Regions from separate parts of the Sus scrofa genome. Here region 1 is linked to region 2. A link is a contact called in public promoter capture Hi-C data. All regions are on one chromosome and are shown on one strand. The core of a region is the stretch at or near the end of the contact, and the rest is flanking DNA. Distances in the headings are between cores, read along the strand shown.

Evidence for each region. Promoter capture Hi-C pulls out the DNA fragments that hold promoters and counts their contacts.
Region 1: a promoter capture Hi-C map of fetal liver shows a contact between it and region 2, with 5 times the contacts expected there. The contact joins the promoter of MIS18BP1 here to the promoter of C1H14orf28 in region 2. A contact is called at or near these places in 2 of 5 promoter capture datasets (fetal liver and liver), 17 of 47 Hi-C or Micro-C datasets (alveolar macrophages, brain, embryonic fibroblasts and 11 more) and 2 of 2 datasets of contacts at active chromatin or transcription factors (alveolar macrophages and skeletal muscle).

What each region holds. Positions count from the first base shown.
Region 1 is chr1:175,448,116-175,450,815 of Sscrofa11.1, forward strand. MIS18BP1 (mis18-binding protein 1) reads right to left here and starts at 1,284. Exons shown (of 14, transcript XM_021101228.1): 1 at 83-1,284.
Region 2 is chr1:175,144,612-175,147,365 of Sscrofa11.1, forward strand. It overlaps C1H14orf28, which reads left to right and starts at 1,307. Exons shown (of 5, transcript XM_003480458.4): 1 at 1,307-1,642.

The DNA.
Region 1 (2,700 bases), core at 34-2,533, 300 kb after region 2:
GGGCGGTCCCCGCTCCGCGAGGGCAGTGCTCTTTCTACAAAACGTAGGCAACCCCAAGTTGCCACGGGTACCGGGCACGCACCTCTAGCTGTCCTCGAAATTAATTTCCTCTTCAGAGAAGGAGCCAACCCCGCATTCTGCCGTTCCTCCCGAAATGCTCTGCGGCAGGAAGACTACGTCAGACGTCGTCTGCGCGCTCTGGCACTTCTGTGGGTTTTTAATTTTGGTCCTTCCCGGCTACCTTCCTCCCCTACTGGCGTGAATGCTGATAGAATTTGGTTGTGCATTCCCTTCCGTCTGAAAGAAAACTGCTTGCCGAATCCGTTTAAGAGCCTTTAGTTTTCTCAGGCCGTCAGGTATTTGAGGCCGAGAAGGAGCGTTTTGTTCTTGAAACAATGGACTAAATGCAAAGTTATACTCGCAATGGGATACTTAGTTTGAGCTATTCCCCCCGGGAAATTTTCTTTTGTTTTGCTTTGTTTTTAAGAAACTTACTGAATCCTAAAGCCTTAATCTCGGCTACCCTGGTTTGCCTTACAGTTGCAGTTAGACCGAGCCGTATCAGACCACACCCAGTGATGCTGTGCCGTAGCCACGGCGGAGCACTGTGTATCCCCCGCTTCAGCGCCCCAGCAAGCCGCAGTTGCCGGCCGGAAGCATTGTGTAGTGCCCCTTGTTTCAGTCTTGGCAGAGAAAAAGGAGCCAGAGGAGTAACTAGTGTTTTCAGCCCTAAATCCCTTCTGGCTCCAATCCTGCACCTTCTTTCCATGAACTCCGCCCCCCTCCTCACCAAGTACGCATTTAGGACAGGAGAGTTTATTTTTTGCTTCATCCAAGAAAAGTTCTCAGCATCCTAGAATCATGTATCGCATCTGTCCGATAAGACTGGACTGAAATGGCTGTAATGAATTAATTTTTTAAAGAGATGGTTGCGAGCCCTTCTTCTAAAGTCTGTATCCACTAAATCCTGTATTCACCAAATATTCAGAATCCAAAATGTAAATTTAAAGCATAAAATGATTGCAAGTAAAGAAAAAAAAGAAACCAGTTGGGGGGTAGAACGAGGAAAGCAAATCTGTCAGAGCGGAAAAATCAAAGAAGAGACAGTAGGCTGGAGCTCTGAGACTTCAAGCCAGTTTTATGGACCAACAGATTGGCCAGGAGTCGGGAGAGAGCTCAGGTTCTCCGCTGCTTAGGGAGCAGTTAGTGATGTAGGAAAAGGGGTAGTTTCTATTTTCAGCACAGGTTTGTTCTTGGGCTAGGTCAGTATTCAAGGGTTAGGGGGAGGCAGTTTCCTTAGGAATGTAAGTAATGGTTTTGGGTGGGGGGTAGAGGGCAGTTGTAAAAGAACATCGTCTGATGAATGACTCTTTAACTGGTCTCCAAGGCAGCTCATTGTTCCCCAGGGGATCAGCCTTCTAGATTTTAAGTCTGATTAGAGTTTAGGTGGTGCATAGCAGGTCATGTACGATTCCCCACCTAAGAAAATCCATGTAGATAAATGAAGTTTCTATTTCTGCAGCATAATGGGAAATTGACTGGACATGGATTTGCACCAGATCTGTGGGAAAAGCCAGACTTAAAAATATGTGTTTAATGACATCTATGAAATAAACTCTGTGGGATAGAGGGGTTTTAAAGAGACAGGCATTCATATTTCAAAGCATCTGAAATGGAAATGTGAAAGTTTTCTATTCCTGATGATAGAGATAGACATGACTCACAACATTCAGTCAAAATAGGAACCTTGAAATATTAAGGGCAGGTACTCAGTTTAATTTTTTAAATTAACTGTTTCTCGTGTGAGAAGTAACTAGGATCTAGTGCGCTCCAGAGTGAACTGCAACAGGAATTTACATAAGAATGACAAATAATTTTCTAAGGAAACCTGGATAACAGCTTGTGGGTAAAAAAGTACAGAGAGAAGGCATACAGGCCAAGGGACAATGTTCATCTGTCCGTTGGACATTGATATGCTGCCTCGGATGGACCGTTTAAGTTTATATCTGCTGGGGATGGAGAGCTTCTTATATTCACAGTCAGGCAGCTGGAATAATCTGTCCTAAGTCTGTAACTCTTGGGAATGTATACAGACCCACTTAGGGTCCAAAAGACAGATATTGGAGGAGCCGATTCCTCTAATCGTTGTGTGGGAGTTGCTACCAAGGGATCTGAGTCTGCTGAGCTTGGAGGAATATTCCCAGCACCATGGTAAGTTCCAGTAGGGGCACTACTTGACCATATAGCATTTTGGGGGGAATTAGAAAAAAGATACTCTTTCATCAAGGCCAGTGGTTCTCAACCAGGGATAATTTTGCACCCCTAGAGGACATTTGGCAATGTCTGGAAATATGAATGTCAGGACTGAGAAGGATGGCCCTTGTAGCTATTGAGTAGAGGATAGAAATGCTGCTAAACATCCTATAATGCACAGGGCAGCTATTGATAATTCTTAAAGAATTATCAAGATTAAAATGTCAGTAATGCCAAAGTTGCAAGATCCTACACTTGTAACATGTAGCCCTGAATTAGGATTTTTGTCTCCTTTCACTCTGTGTTCCCAGTGTAAGGCATAACTGTGCAAATACTACTGTCCTCTCTGGGCTTAGAGGAAGGTTGAAAATGGAATCAACAGGGAGGTTTTACAGGCTTTTAAGAGGAGGATTCTTCAGTAGAAAAGACTGTCAAGAAGATTGTTGT
Region 2 (2,754 bases), core at 57-2,556:
ACTTATAAACATTTTTAAAGGGCTTTCTCCTTACAAGATCGTTTTAGTATCGAGAGTGAACTGTTTGTATGTGAATTCCAATACAGATACAATACACTCATTATTTTAAGCCTCAAAGCCTGAGTTTCCTCAGCTGTGAAATGCCGTAAGAAATAAGAAAAACTAGGAAACTAAAAAGAGCAGATTTTTGCCAGAATGATTAATTCTTCCTTTTTGGGCAGCCTCTTCTCCCTCTGCTCTGAGAGGTTTCCATTTCTTCCCAACTCCACCAGCAGTAATTATCTTGAATGAGTCAAGCTTCTCTCCCAGAAGTTCCATCCCTCTATCACTAGACTTCTCAAGAGAGGTCCAAGAGGTAGGTCCCTGCCATATCCCTGGCTAACCATTAAATTCGTCAAGAAGATGTCCAAGACTCTGCCACACTCAGCTGTGAATGCAGACCATACTGATGCGCTGGGCTGGGCTTAAATGCCGTGCATTTTGGGCTGAGTTTATTGTGTATTCTGTGCATCGTGTATTCTAGAAGTTGAGCTTCACTTTCCAGACATTTTTTATTGCACAGCTAAACCGACAGTATTTCAACAGCATCCTCATTTCTAACTGCGGGTGGAGGTAATTTTCCAGGATGGCCTGTGTTCCCTGTAAGCAGAACCATGTTGGCTGTGAGCCTTTTAGGGAGGATACAAGAACCAAGACCTACTGAACAGGAATAGTGGTTGGGTTGGGCCCACAGACTAGCATTAAGCATCTATAGCTTCAATTTCCAGTTGTCTATGTGTGGGACTTTATCATCTCCAAAACTCAATTTTTTCATCTCTATAATGGGGCTAAAGCCACCTAATTTTTTTAAGTGTTATTAACTTCCATGATAAATTACAGTACGTTGGCCAATTCTTACCTTAAACTATTAAAGACAGCGTTTAACACAGTAATTCAACTTTTTTCCCAAACTTATACCTAAGTCAAAAAGCTTCCATAACCATAAATTACTAAGAAAACAAAGCTTTCCCTTTTTGAGTTTAAGAATATGAAAAGACCAGACCTAGAAACAAGCCAAAATCAAGTTAAGTCCTAAAATGGTACGAACCTCAAAAAGCCAGGCAAGGTTTGCCTACAAAGCTCCGCCTCCGTGTAAACCCTGCCCACTTCCGGCTACCCCACCCACTTTCTGACAGTGGAATACCGCCCCTCTCTGCGAGGTCCCGCCCCCTACAGCTGATCCTGGTGCCCATTGGGCGAATGTGGACGCTGTGTACACACCCAACACACGCACTTTTGGCAGGGGCGTCTTCGCGCCTGCGCAGCAGCGTCGTCAGGCAGCTGTGAACAGGGGAGTGGGGACTGGGGGGAGGGGGGCGGAGGTCAGGCCGAACCTTCCTCCGTAATAAGAAGCTACGCGTCCCGCGGTCCTGGCTCGGTGGGTCCGGTCGGATCGGGCCTGGGCGCTGGAGCTGCTGTGGCTCCCGCCGCGGCGGGTGCGATGGAGGCCGTACCGGAGCCCAGCGGTCACGCCGGGGGAGGCCGAGACAGCCGGCGGTGCTGGTAGATGAGGCGGCGGCGGTGGCGGCAGCACGGACTCTCCATGAGCAAGCGGAGGCGGCGACGGGTGCGGCGGCACCGGCGGTTTTCGGTCCCCGAGGAGGTACGAAAGTCGGCTTCCGGATGAACGGAGACTGGCTCCTGTGGGAATGCCTTCCACATACAGGCCCTCCCGCCCATTACCCGCAGCCCCAGGCGGGCAGGGGACGCCCATCCCTTTCACCCGCTTCTGGTTTGGAGACCCGCCGCTCGTGCGGGGCCAGCCCTCAGTGCCGGGCCTCCCCCTGCGCTCTGGGCCGGGGGCGGGGTGGGCGTGGCCGGAGTGCGGCGGGCGGAGGGGGGCGCACACCGCCACCCCAGCGGGTCCCTGCCCTCAGACCCGCGCTGCTTCGAGCTGGAGCGCGTGGCCGCTTTATAGATTATTTCGGGGCGCTGATTCGGGAACGAACCCTTAGGACCCTCGAGCTCTTAGGGAGCCCGACATTCAGTGCCTTGGGCAAATGGTCTGGTGCTCACGACCCGCGTGGGGTGGTTTGCTACCCTTTGAAATGACCCCAAAAGAAAGGTGTCGTTTTGCCAAGGAAATAGAGGTCTGGTGCGCTTTCTATGTTTATTCAAACAGGAAGGCCTGTTGAGGCAGGAAAATAAAGCCAGCAGGGTGCCTTCTCTATGGCTTCTAAATCAGTGCCTAACGAAACAATGTTTTTGATATATGGCCAAAACTTAAGGCAATTTAAGTAAAGCTCTTTGCAGCTATTTCGCCATCTTTTTAAGTCATTTTTATTGTCATTTGCTTTGAAACAAATCTGCTCATTCATACAGAAGCAAAATTGTGTCCTCTAGTTCTTTTAATCCTCTCTTACCCCCTCCCTTTTTTTCCAGAAAAAGGCTGGAGAAGTTAGTTTCATTTTGTATGTATGTGTGTATAATTGTAGTTAATTCTCCTAGAGTGTAACTATTGCTTTACAGAGCTATAGTTGCTCATTTGTAATGTCTAAAAGATAATTTGGCCAAAAATACTGCAGAAATTTACAATTTCTTTCCAATGCAATATTTAGGAATCTGAACACAGAGGCTTAATATGTAACCTTGCTACAAAGTTCTTTAAAATTCAATAGATATCAATCAAGCCACGAAGAAAGTTATTTTTATTTTTAAAGTATTTAAGTGTTTTGTGATTTTTAAATAATCTGCTCTGGAACATGTCAGTTCCTG